3 separate regions of the Mus musculus genome follow, and regions 1 and 2 are each linked to region 3. Evidence: chromatin contacts called from public promoter capture Hi-C data. All regions are on one chromosome and are shown on one strand. Each heading gives the region's core, a stretch centred on a gene start, on an enhancer-like site or on the middle of the called end of the contact. The rest is flanking DNA. Distances are from core to core; before and after follow the strand shown.

Region 1 (3,565 bases), core at 931-3,430, 190 kb after region 3:
TGCACCTGTCTTCCCAGCCCCCAGCCCCCTGGCCACTTACACGAAGGGCCTGCAGATCAGGGAGCTCTGCCTGGGAACAGAGGAGCACGTTGTTGGTCATGCTGAAGCTCTCACGCACGCCGAGGTGGTAGAACAAGGAAGGCTGTGCCAGGGAGCTGCTCACCTCCAGCACCACTACATCTGTGGACACAGAAGTGTAGGCCTGAGCGTGGAAGCCCACCTCAGTGGCAAAGGAGCCTGGAGATGCATGCCACGTCAAGTGCCTTGCCTGCACCTCATGCCAAAGTCGGTGCTGCTCTCGAGAGCTTCCCGGGGTTTTCACAGTACTCTTATTGGTGGTGTTACAGGAGATGCCCAGGGACCTTCATCCCACTGAGCACTTCCAGGTTATGTAGGAGACAGGAACTTTGCAAAAAGAAGTCCCATTCTCTCTCTCTTTCTCTGTCTCTCTCTCTCTCCTCTCTCTCTTGTTTTATTTATATGTATGTGTGTGTTGGTGTGAGTGTATGATAGAAAGCGGCATCAGGATCCTCTGGAGATAAAGTTACAGGTGGTTGTGAGCATGCACACCCCGTGTGCATGCTGGGAACCTCGGGTCCTCGGGAAGAGCAGCAAGTGCTCTTAACCTCAGCGCCATCTCTCCAGTCTTGAAGCCAGGGTCCTGAGGGTGATCTGCATCATCGTGTGTGAAGACAACGTCGTGCTTTTATGTGTGTTTGTGTAGCTTACTGTATCCAGCCATCTTTAAGTGACAATGTCCGCAAGGGAGGGACTGTATGAGTCAACGCAGATGATTCCACTTTATCTGTGGTCTGACCGGGTCAGCCTTCATTTTTAAGCTACAATTTAGCAGATGTCCAGGATACAAGGCTCTCTGACTCGGAGATAAACAAATAGGGATGAGGTGGAGCATCCGGTAGGTGGGAAAGAGAGGAATAGCTATCTTCCGACCTCACCCTTGGACTCCCTGTATCTCCTCTAGACCCACCCCTGCCCCACCCATTTTCTTTCGACTCCTAGTCTCCAAATACAATCCCTTTCTCCTATAATCCAGTCCCGAAGAGTTGCCTCAGTACTTCCTTTCCCGCCCCTTTAGTCCCATGTGGGATGTAGTATGCTAGGACTTATCAACCCCAATCCTGCAGAGATGGCCCCTTGCCATAGACCGAACTTCCGTCTCAGGCCTGATTCACCCTCAAAAGTCCAACGTGAGATCATCCTGAAAAAGAGTTCTCCCGCTTACGCAGGGAAGCGCAGCTCTGCCCCTCCCTCAGCCCCGCCCCTCCCCAGCCCCGCCCTTAGAGTTCGCCTGCTCCGCCCCACCTGCTTGGCACCACGCTCACCGAAAGATACTTAAACTCCGGAGCCAGGCCTGAATCCCCAGATCCAGCCTCAAGCCCATCACATCCATAATCCACTAAATGCCCTGTCGTTACTGCCTTGTCTCAAGTTCGGCTTTAGTTTACCGTAAATTCCCTAGACCTGGTACCCACACCCGCCCCGTCAGGGTTCTAAAGCTCCGCCCCTTGCCCCGCCCAGACTCAAGCCCCGCCCCGAGACGCTCACCCGCGTTGTAGAAGGAGTCCAGCGCAGCGGTGTCGCCTAGCGCCAGCGTCGCAAAGGGTAGGCTGCGTAGCTGCGGGGGTGGCCGTGTGCCCTGGAGCTGAGCGCAGGCCTCGCGCAGGCATCGCAACGGCAGCGGCTCTGCCTCGGTTCCCGACCCGGGCTCCACCCCGAGCCCCGGCTCCCGGGTCAGCACGTAGACCACACTGAGAGGCCGGCTCCGCGCGCAGCCCCGACCCGTGACCGCAGGAGACGAGCGGCCCCGGCTCAGCGCCTCCGCCAGCGGGTCCTGCCAGCAGCTGCCCGCCCGTTCTAGAACCCCGGCCCCAGGACATGGCCCCGCCATGCGGGGGCGCTCAAGCGCGGGGCCCCGGGCGCGGGGAACCCGGGACAGGGCACGAGGCTGAAGGTGTGGATCCAGTCGGGATCCGGAGATGGGCTGGACGTCCTGTTCCGGAACTCTTAAGTCCAGAAAGACTTCTTTGCTCAATCTTTCACGGTCCTTACAGATCTGCAATCCAGGACTGGGTTCTGGGAATCTGGGGTACCCAGTAATCCTCGGCTCACAGGTCACAGAAGAGTCCTGGGAAGTCAACCGGCAGCGTGCTACACCCAGACTTCTCAAGGGAGCGCTGGCAGTCACTCTGTCCTGCCCTCACATGTAGGCTGGGCCCAGCCCTTTCCCGACTGGGAAAGGCTCCACCCTCGGCCCTGGGGCAATGAGGCTCCCCAGCGGCTCTCCCTCCCTCCTCTCCGGCTAGAACCTCTGACACTGTCCACTTCCGGAACAGCCTGTGCCCCTATTCGGGCCAAACACTGTTGACTGCTTACTGCAAGCGCTCGTAAGACGTGTGCCCAGCCCAGGGATAGGAAACAGGACAGCCCCGCCCTGCAGGGACCTGGTAAATGAATGGACACTGGGCGGGGGAAGGACGGGGGAGCAAAACATTGTGTAGGCGGCACATGTAATGTTCCTGCTGGTAGGGGTCAGAATGTTGACAAGCGCTTTCCTCAGAGCCTCTCTTGCAGTGAAACCTTGTGGACCTTATTGGTCCACCCGAAACTTGACCATGGAGCTGAAAAGCACTTCTACGGTAAACTTCCTATCTACCCTTTGAAGGAACTCCAGAAGTCTCCGCTTTTTGGGTTACAAGGTTATCCCGGCTTCAAATTCACCAAGAAGCTTTAACATCATAGTATGAATCTAAGTTGCTATAAACCTTAGAGGGCCCTGAACTTAGAAATGAGACTTTGAGACTCTGAGGTTAGGGCCATGTTTCATAATCGTTTATTATGGTAGGGCTTGGGCATGAGAGACAGCACAGCTGTAAAGACCACTTGCTGCTCTTTCAGAGGGCCCTGGTTTGGTTCCCAGCACCCACATGGTGGCTCACCATCATCTGTAACTGTAGGCCCAGGGGAGTCCTGGCACTCTCCTGACCTGCATAGGCGCCCAGCACATACATGGTGCACATATATAATTACAGGCAAAAGATGCACATGAAATAAAACTAAAACTTTATAAAAATAATATGTTGGGGCTTTGGACAAATGGACCTTTCAACAAACGGTAGGAAGCCTCTGTTTCACAGCCTTCTTGTCTCATGGAAGGAAAAAAATATATCTTCCTAGGTTTGAACCAATGGGATAGACGAGCAATAGAAAGGGAGAATGTGGCCCATTACAGAGGTTTGGGTAGAAAACACACTTACAAGAAACAAATGGGAACCAAGTGGTGGTGGCACATGTCTTTAAGCCCAGCACTCAGGAGGCAGAGGCAGGTGAATCTCTGAGTTCAAGGCCAACCTGGTCTACAGAGTTTCCAGGACAGCCAGGGCTGCTGAGTGAAACCCTGTCTCATAAAATCAACCAACCAACCAAACAGCAAACAAAGAGTGAGAGAAAGCTGTCCTCAGATGCATCCACTTTGGGCTTGGGGGCCCAGGAGGATTGCGAGTGGGTGGTTGAATCTCTCACCTCACTGCCCCCTAGCATTTCTTGC
Region 2 (3,481 bases), core at 568-3,067, 140 kb before region 3:
GGCCAGGATATAGCTTGCTGGAGTTGCTTTTCTCCTCCCACTATGTGGGTCCTGAGATCCAAGTCAGGTCTTCAGAGCGGGTAGCAAGATAAGCAATCTTTCTTGGTAGCAAAGGATTGTTTTGAGAAGTCCATAAGAAAATGATGGGCTGATCAAATATGGTGGCATACACTTATAATCCCAGCATGGGAGGCACAGGCAGGAGCCCAAGGTTACTTCTTTTGTTTATTTATTTTTGAGGCAGACCCTGTCTGGTCTGAAACTAGACATGTAAACCAGGCTGGCCTTGAATATAGAAATTTGATTGCTTTTCCTGGGATTAAAGGGGTTCACTACCACACCTGGCTCAAGGTCATTGGAACTTTCATAGAGTTTGAGGCCAGCATAGATTACATGAGAGAGACACACACATAGAGAGGCAGCTCATGCTGTATGTCTTGATAAGACATTGCTCCTAAAGATTCTGCTTAAACCATAGCCGGCATATGCACTCGAGTGTGTGTGCACACGCGCACACGCACACACGCACACACACACACCTCTTTCTATGAAACTGTTTAACTTTGAGCTGATACCAGTTTTTCATTTTTGTTTTGTATGTTATTTTTTTAACTTTTGAGACAGGGTCAGAGCTAGATAGTCTTGGCTGTCCTGGAACTCACTTTGTAGACCAAGCCAGGCTAGAACTACAGAGATCCATCTGCCTCTACTTCCCAGGCACTAGAACTAAAGGCATATATACCACCACTATTGCTAATGACTCTTTAGGATGAACTGTTTCAAAATAATTTATTTAAACCTCTCCATCTGGCATTTTAAAACACCTGGCTTCCTTTTCCCCAATGGACACACTTGTGCCCAGCCCCTCTCTGCTGCCCCCAGCTCTTTCCTCTGCAGAGCCTGTCTTCCAGTCGCTAGGTTAGATTAGAAGAAACCAAGTTTCCTTTGTGCATTTCAAGATATGGTTCCTCTGTGTAGCACTGGCTGTCCTGGAATTCGCTCGCTCAGAGATCCTCCTGCCTCTGCCGCCTGAGAGCTGGGATCAAAGGCGTGCCTTAGCGCACCGGGCTCCAAATATCCTTTTTAAGAAATCATGTCAGTACAAAAATCACCACCCTTAGGGAAATGGTCCTTAAGAGGGGATACATTTGAAACTTATCTATACAGATCTCAGTTGTTTTGTCTGTTTTGCCTTGTAAGTCCTTGAGTAAAAACATGCAGATTGGGCTGAAAACTTGTAGCTTTGTCCAGAACTAACTTAAGCTCTAAACAGTGATAACCTATCTTAACCACCCAGGCAATGCGCCTCTTTTCCAAGGGCCGTGCGTCCGGTCCATTCTCTCCCCCTTACCTGAAACCTCGGTGGGAAGCCTAAGCCTGCGGATGAGACAGCGACCGGGAAGCCAGGTCCCCTGAGAGTCCAGCCACCGGCGACCGGAGTACATGCGAAGCAGCCGCTGGGCTTGCGCCGCTCCCCTCACCGAGACGACGCAGCAGCAGGTGCGGGTCTGGGCTGCCGCAGAGCCCCGGGCGCGGACAGCGCGGGCATCGGAGGCCGGAGCCTGGGCGAGAACCGGATCCTCAGCGGCGGGGTCCGGGCCAGCCCGGGCCGCCTCGGGACTCGCCTGCGGAGGGCCCCTCTCGGGCCGGTGCCGGTAGTGGAAGCACAGGAAGCCTCCGCCGCGCTGTTCCCGGAACTGGCTAAAGTAGCTCCGTAACTGAGCCGAGCGTAACACGGCAGGGATCCCGCTCACCACCAGGTAAACCGGCGACTCTTCGTCCAGCTCCCTGGGCGACGCCATCTTGGCCTGTCACATGATTGCTTGGCGTCCACTCTCGCGAGAGCACCACGTCTCGGATGCTGGAGTTTGGTCAATGTGGCATCGGTGACCGTTTGGTACTTGAAGTTTCGTTTTAATTGCTCTTGGGCCGAATCTGTGTTTCCAGCTCCACAGAAGATGGAAAACTCGTGCGATGGGCTGGGCTGTAGCTCAGTGATAGCTGGTCCAGCGTGTGAGAGGCTCTAAGGAGGAACCAGTGTAGAGCACCGGGATGCTGAGCGGGAGGTGGCGGAGGTCTGATGCAAAACTGGACTCTACAGTACCAACCCAGCCGGGCGTGGTGCCTCACGCCTTTAAACCCGGCACTTGAGAGTTAGAGGCAAGCAGGTGTGCGTGAGTTCAAGACCAGCCTGGTCAACATAGTGACTGAGACGGGGCTATGTCGAGAGAGCCTTTCTCAGGGCGCGGGACGGGGGAGATGAAGAGATGCCCCGGCAATTAAGAGCTTTCGCTGCTCTTACAGAATACTTGGATTGGATTCCCAGCACCCACGTACGAGGGAACTCTCCCATACGTAACTCGTTTCATGAGATTGGACACCCTCTTCTGACCTCTAGAGGCACATACGTGTTGCACATACATACATGCAGGCAAAATTCTCATGCACATAAAATTATCTGTAACAAACCGGGCGGTGGTGGCTCACGCCTTTAATCCCAGCACTCAGGAGACAGAGGCAGGCGGATTTCTGAGTTCGAGGCCAGCCTGGTCTACAGAGTGAGTTCCAGGACAGCCAGGGCTACACAGAGAAGTCTCGAGGGAAAAAAAAATTTTTTTTGGTTTGGTTTGGTTTTTTTGTTTGTTTGTTTTAGATTTATTTATTTATTATATGTAAGTACACTGTAGCTGTCTTCAGACACACCAGAAGAGGGCATCAGATCTCATTACGGATGGTTGCAAAGCAGTTGTTGGGATTTGAACTCCCGACCTTCAGAAGAGCAGTTGGTACTCTTAACCGCTGAGCCATCTCTCCAGCCCTCAAAAAGATTTTTTTTTAAATGTACAAATACATGCATAGACATCGAAAACTATTCCCAGAGATCATAGGCGAAAACCATATTGCCAGCTTCGGACGACCTCCGTACAAGGCGTTGAGTCCCTCACAAACAAACAGTATAGCTCTTGTGATTGTGTGCAGTGTTCAGGAAGGCCAGAGGAGGGCGTTGGAGCCTCTGGATCCATTTTTTTTTTATAAAGATTTATTTATTTACTATATGTAAGTACACTGTAGCTGTCTTCAGACACTCCAGAAGAGGGCATCAGATCTCATTACGGGTGGTTGTGAGCCACCATGTGGTTGCTGGGATTTGAACTTTGGACCTTCGGAAGAGCAGTCGGGTGCTCTTACCCACTGAGCCATCTCACCAGCCCTGGATCCATTTTTAAATTCATAGCGAGTGCAACTCTGCCCAAAAGTAGGCCCTTCAATTTCCTGTCATGGAGGAGGGGGAAGGCTCATGAGATCGCACCCCTCTCTAAGAATTTTTATACAGTTGATGGTTGATGGTGGGTGTAGGTGTTTCTGCTCAGATGAAAGGGTAATCCTAGAACTCAAGGGGAATGGTACCCAGTGGAAGGGCATCCTGGGGCATGGGAGCCCAGGGACCTTACGGCTCTGAGAGGAAGTCTCTTCCTCAGCA
Region 3 (3,112 bases), core at 513-3,012:
CTGGCTTGCTTCCCCTGGCTTGCTCAGCGTGCTTTCTTATAGAGGACTCATAGAGAGGCCTTTCCTCAAGGGAACCTCCTTTCTCTGTGATAACTCCATCCTGTGTCAAGTTGATCCATAAAACCAGCCAGTACAGATATTATTTCTGCACGGTAGTGTATGCCCATAATCCCAGCACTTAGAAGGCTTAAGTTGGAAGATTGTTGTGAGATGGAGAGCAGCCTGAGCTATATAGTAAGTCCCAGGATAGCCTGGGCTGCAACAGGAAACTATCTTTAAAACAAGGAAAAAGTACAGCATCTTGAGTGTGGGGCACAGATCTGCAACATTTGTTAAGAACCTGGTCCTATTAGCTCTTTAAAGGGAATGATTGGAAAAGTTTATGAACTGAATAAGAAATGCACATCCCCCCCCCCCACCCCCATAGATTCAAATGTTTAAACGCTCGGTTCTCAGTTGGTGGTGCTGTTTGGGAAGGTTGTGGAACCTTTAGGAGGTGGGATTTACTGGAGGAAGTATGTCACTGGGGGCGGGGCTTTCAGCGCTTATCAGTTTACTCCACTTCCGGTCTCCTGTCGCGCTTGTGTCAGAAGCAGCTTCCTGCTCCTGTTGGCCCACCTGCTGCTTGCTGCCATGCCTCCCCTCCCGCCATGATGGACCCCCATCCCCATAGGACCGTAGGCCCAAATAAACGCTTTCTTCCATAAGTTGCCTTGGATCACGGTGTTTTATCACAGCAACGGAAAAGAAGCTAGTGCAGAAGACAGCTATGGAGTAAGCACGTGTCTCCAAAAAAGACGTTTAGAAACACGACTGTGAAATTAACTCAGGTAGAGAAAGGTGCGTAAGTCAGAAACATATGGTATAATGTATAATTATGAAACAAACACCTGTCCTGTGCGCACCACACAGCTCAAGGCAATGCAGATTGTTGGCAGCTCCATGTCCCTGTGCCACCATCACATGCCTCAGTTCCTCCTAAGGGAATCAGTAGTTCTTGTAGTCTTTACTGTAGCCTCTACCTACTGTCCCAGTTTCGTGGGTCTTCATAGAACATCCATGCTCTACCGTATAATTTAGATTTTTCTGGTTTCAAACTTGATGTAAATGTGCTAGCCTCCCATCAGTCTGTGTAGCTGGAAAGAAGAATTTACCTATTTTCGTTGCTGATTAATATTCCCTGGTGTAATTATAAAGCCAAGAGCTAAGGAGATGGCTCTGCCTTTGCCACACAAGACGGAAGACCTAAGCTCGATACCCAGAATCTACAAAAGTAAATATAAATAAATAAACAAATAAATAAGCAAGCAAGCAAACAGATGTGTCTGTGATTCCAGGACAGCTATTTTATTATTACCAGAGAAATTGCTAGAAGCTACCAGGACATTTAGCCTGGCGTAAACCATGCAGCAGAAACAAGATCAACCCTGGTCAGCACTGTGAGGGGTGGAGAAGAAACTTCCTAAAGTTGTTCTCTGACCTCGGCATTCACAAACAGGAAATCAGTTTGTTTGTTTTTCAATAAAACAACCCGCTGGGCAGTAGTGGTGCACTCCTTTAATCCCAGCACTTGGGAGGCAGAGGCAGGTGGATTTCTGAGTTCGAGGCCAACCTGGTGTACAGAGTGAGTTCCAGGACAGCCAGGGCTACACAGAGAAACCTTGTCTCGAAAAACCTAAATAAATAAATAAATAAATAAATAAATAAATAAATAAATAAATGAAATAAAGCAACCCATTGGGGATAAAGAGATGGCTCAAAGGTTAAGGGCTTGTTCTGTGTTCTGCTCTTACAGAGGACCCGAATTCAGTTCCCATCGGCTCACAACAGCCGATAACTGCAGCTCCTACAGCCTCTTCTGGACCTGGTGGGCACTTGCACTGGTGAGCACATACCCCCACACATATAGTTACAAATACAAGAAGATATTTTGTAATGAAATGCATCTGTGCACTTTACTAGTGATTGGCTTTGAAATTCTTTGTTTTTACATTTAAATTGTGTACATGAGAGAGAAGGTGAGGAAGTCAGTTGTCTTTCAGCCATGTGATTCCAGGGATGCAGCTCAGGTCCACCTGCTTGGTAGCAGGCTGCTTTTCCAAGGGGCCACCATCCCACATGCTTCTGACAGGCTTTAGAGTTGTTTCTAGTGCATGTCTATTCTTAAATTCCTTCTCTCTCTCTCTCTCTCTCTCTCTCTCTCTCTCTCTCTCTCTCTCTCTCTCTCTCTCTCTCTCTCTCTCTCCAAGACAGATCTCATTATGCTGTCCTGGAACTCACTCTGTAGACCAAGCTGGCCTTGAACTCACAGAGCTCCACCTGCCTCTGCATCCTGGGTGCTTGGATTCAAGGCATGTACCAGCAAGACCAGCTCTGAATGTTTTTGTATCTGCTCCCTGACACACAGTGCATGCATTGCCTAGGACATTTTTCTGGTTTGGTGTCCTGGGTCACAGTATATGAATGTCATACCACTTCACTAAAAAATGCCAACCTTTCCCCCAAATCAGCTGTGCTAAGACACACAGGCTTCTATGTAAATTTTTGGAAGGGTTGATACAAAAAGCAAGAGCAGTCAGGAGGGAGAGGGAGGAGGGTCTGTGGTTCAAGGCCAGTCTCCCACACATAGCAAGTTTGGTGGCAGTTTAGGACATTTGACACTCTGTCTCCTAAAGGAGGTGGGCGGCTAGCTGGCTAAGTATGTAAGCCACTTGCTGTTAACCGATCACTGTTTCTTGAGACATAGTCTTGCTATGTTACCCAGGCTGTACTAGAAATTCTGGGCTCAAATGGGTCTCCCTCCCCAGCTTCTCCTCCCGGGCAGGTACCACCCACAGTGCCCGGCTCCAGAGGAGACTCTGGGGGAAAAAATAAAATCAGTCTGGGTGTGGTGGCACATGCTTGCAATCCCAACCATGGGTAAGTGGAATGCAGGAAGACAGGAGGCCAAGGCCAGCCTAAGATCCTATCTGCACTGGCCACGGTGGCACCTTTAATCCTGGCACTCGGGAGGCAGAGGCGGGTGGATCTCTGTGAGTTCGAGGCCAGCCTGGTCTACTGAATGAGTTCCAGGACAGTCAGGGCTAAACACAGAAACTTTGTCTTGAAAAGC

Evidence for each region. Promoter capture Hi-C pulls out the DNA fragments that hold promoters and counts their contacts.
Region 1: a contact with region 3 is called in a promoter capture Hi-C map of neutrophils, with 3 times the contacts expected there. The contact joins the promoter of Map3k6 here to the promoter of 1700091J24Rik in region 3. A contact is called at or near these places in 6 of 39 promoter capture datasets (embryonic stem cells, liver, neutrophils and 2 more), 5 of 484 Hi-C or Micro-C datasets (cerebral cortex, colorectal tumor organoids, embryonic fibroblasts and 2 more), 7 of 115 datasets of contacts at active chromatin or transcription factors (bone marrow-derived macrophages, embryonic stem cells, extraembryonic endoderm stem cells and 2 more) and 1 of 9 other capture datasets (embryonic stem cells).
Region 2: a contact with region 3 is called in a promoter capture Hi-C map of stem cell-derived epiblast-like cells, with 4 times the contacts expected there. The contact joins the promoter of Gpatch3 here to the promoter of 1700091J24Rik in region 3. A contact is called at or near these places in 6 of 39 promoter capture datasets (3T3-L1-derived adipocytes, HPC-7-derived erythroid cells, embryonic stem cells and 2 more), 4 of 484 Hi-C or Micro-C datasets (embryonic stem cells, nephron progenitors and pro-B cells), 3 of 115 datasets of contacts at active chromatin or transcription factors (acute myeloid leukemia and embryonic stem cells) and 1 of 9 other capture datasets (adipose tissue).

Annotation. Positions count from the first base shown.
Region 1 is chr4:133,239,433-133,242,997 of GRCm38.p6, reverse strand. Map3k6 (mitogen-activated protein kinase kinase kinase 6) reads right to left here and starts at 2,180. Exons shown (of 29, transcript NM_016693.5): 1 at 1,567-2,180; 2 at 41-180. The coding sequence starts at 1,909.
Region 2 is chr4:133,573,081-133,576,561 of GRCm38.p6, reverse strand. It overlaps Gpatch3 (G patch domain containing 3), which reads right to left and starts at 1,817. Exons shown (of 7, transcript NM_172876.2): 1 at 1,352-1,817. The coding sequence starts at 1,802.
Region 3 is chr4:133,433,545-133,436,656 of GRCm38.p6, reverse strand. It overlaps 1700091J24Rik (a long non-coding RNA gene), which reads left to right and starts at 1,762. Exons shown (of 2, transcript XR_881474.2): 1 at 1,762-1,883.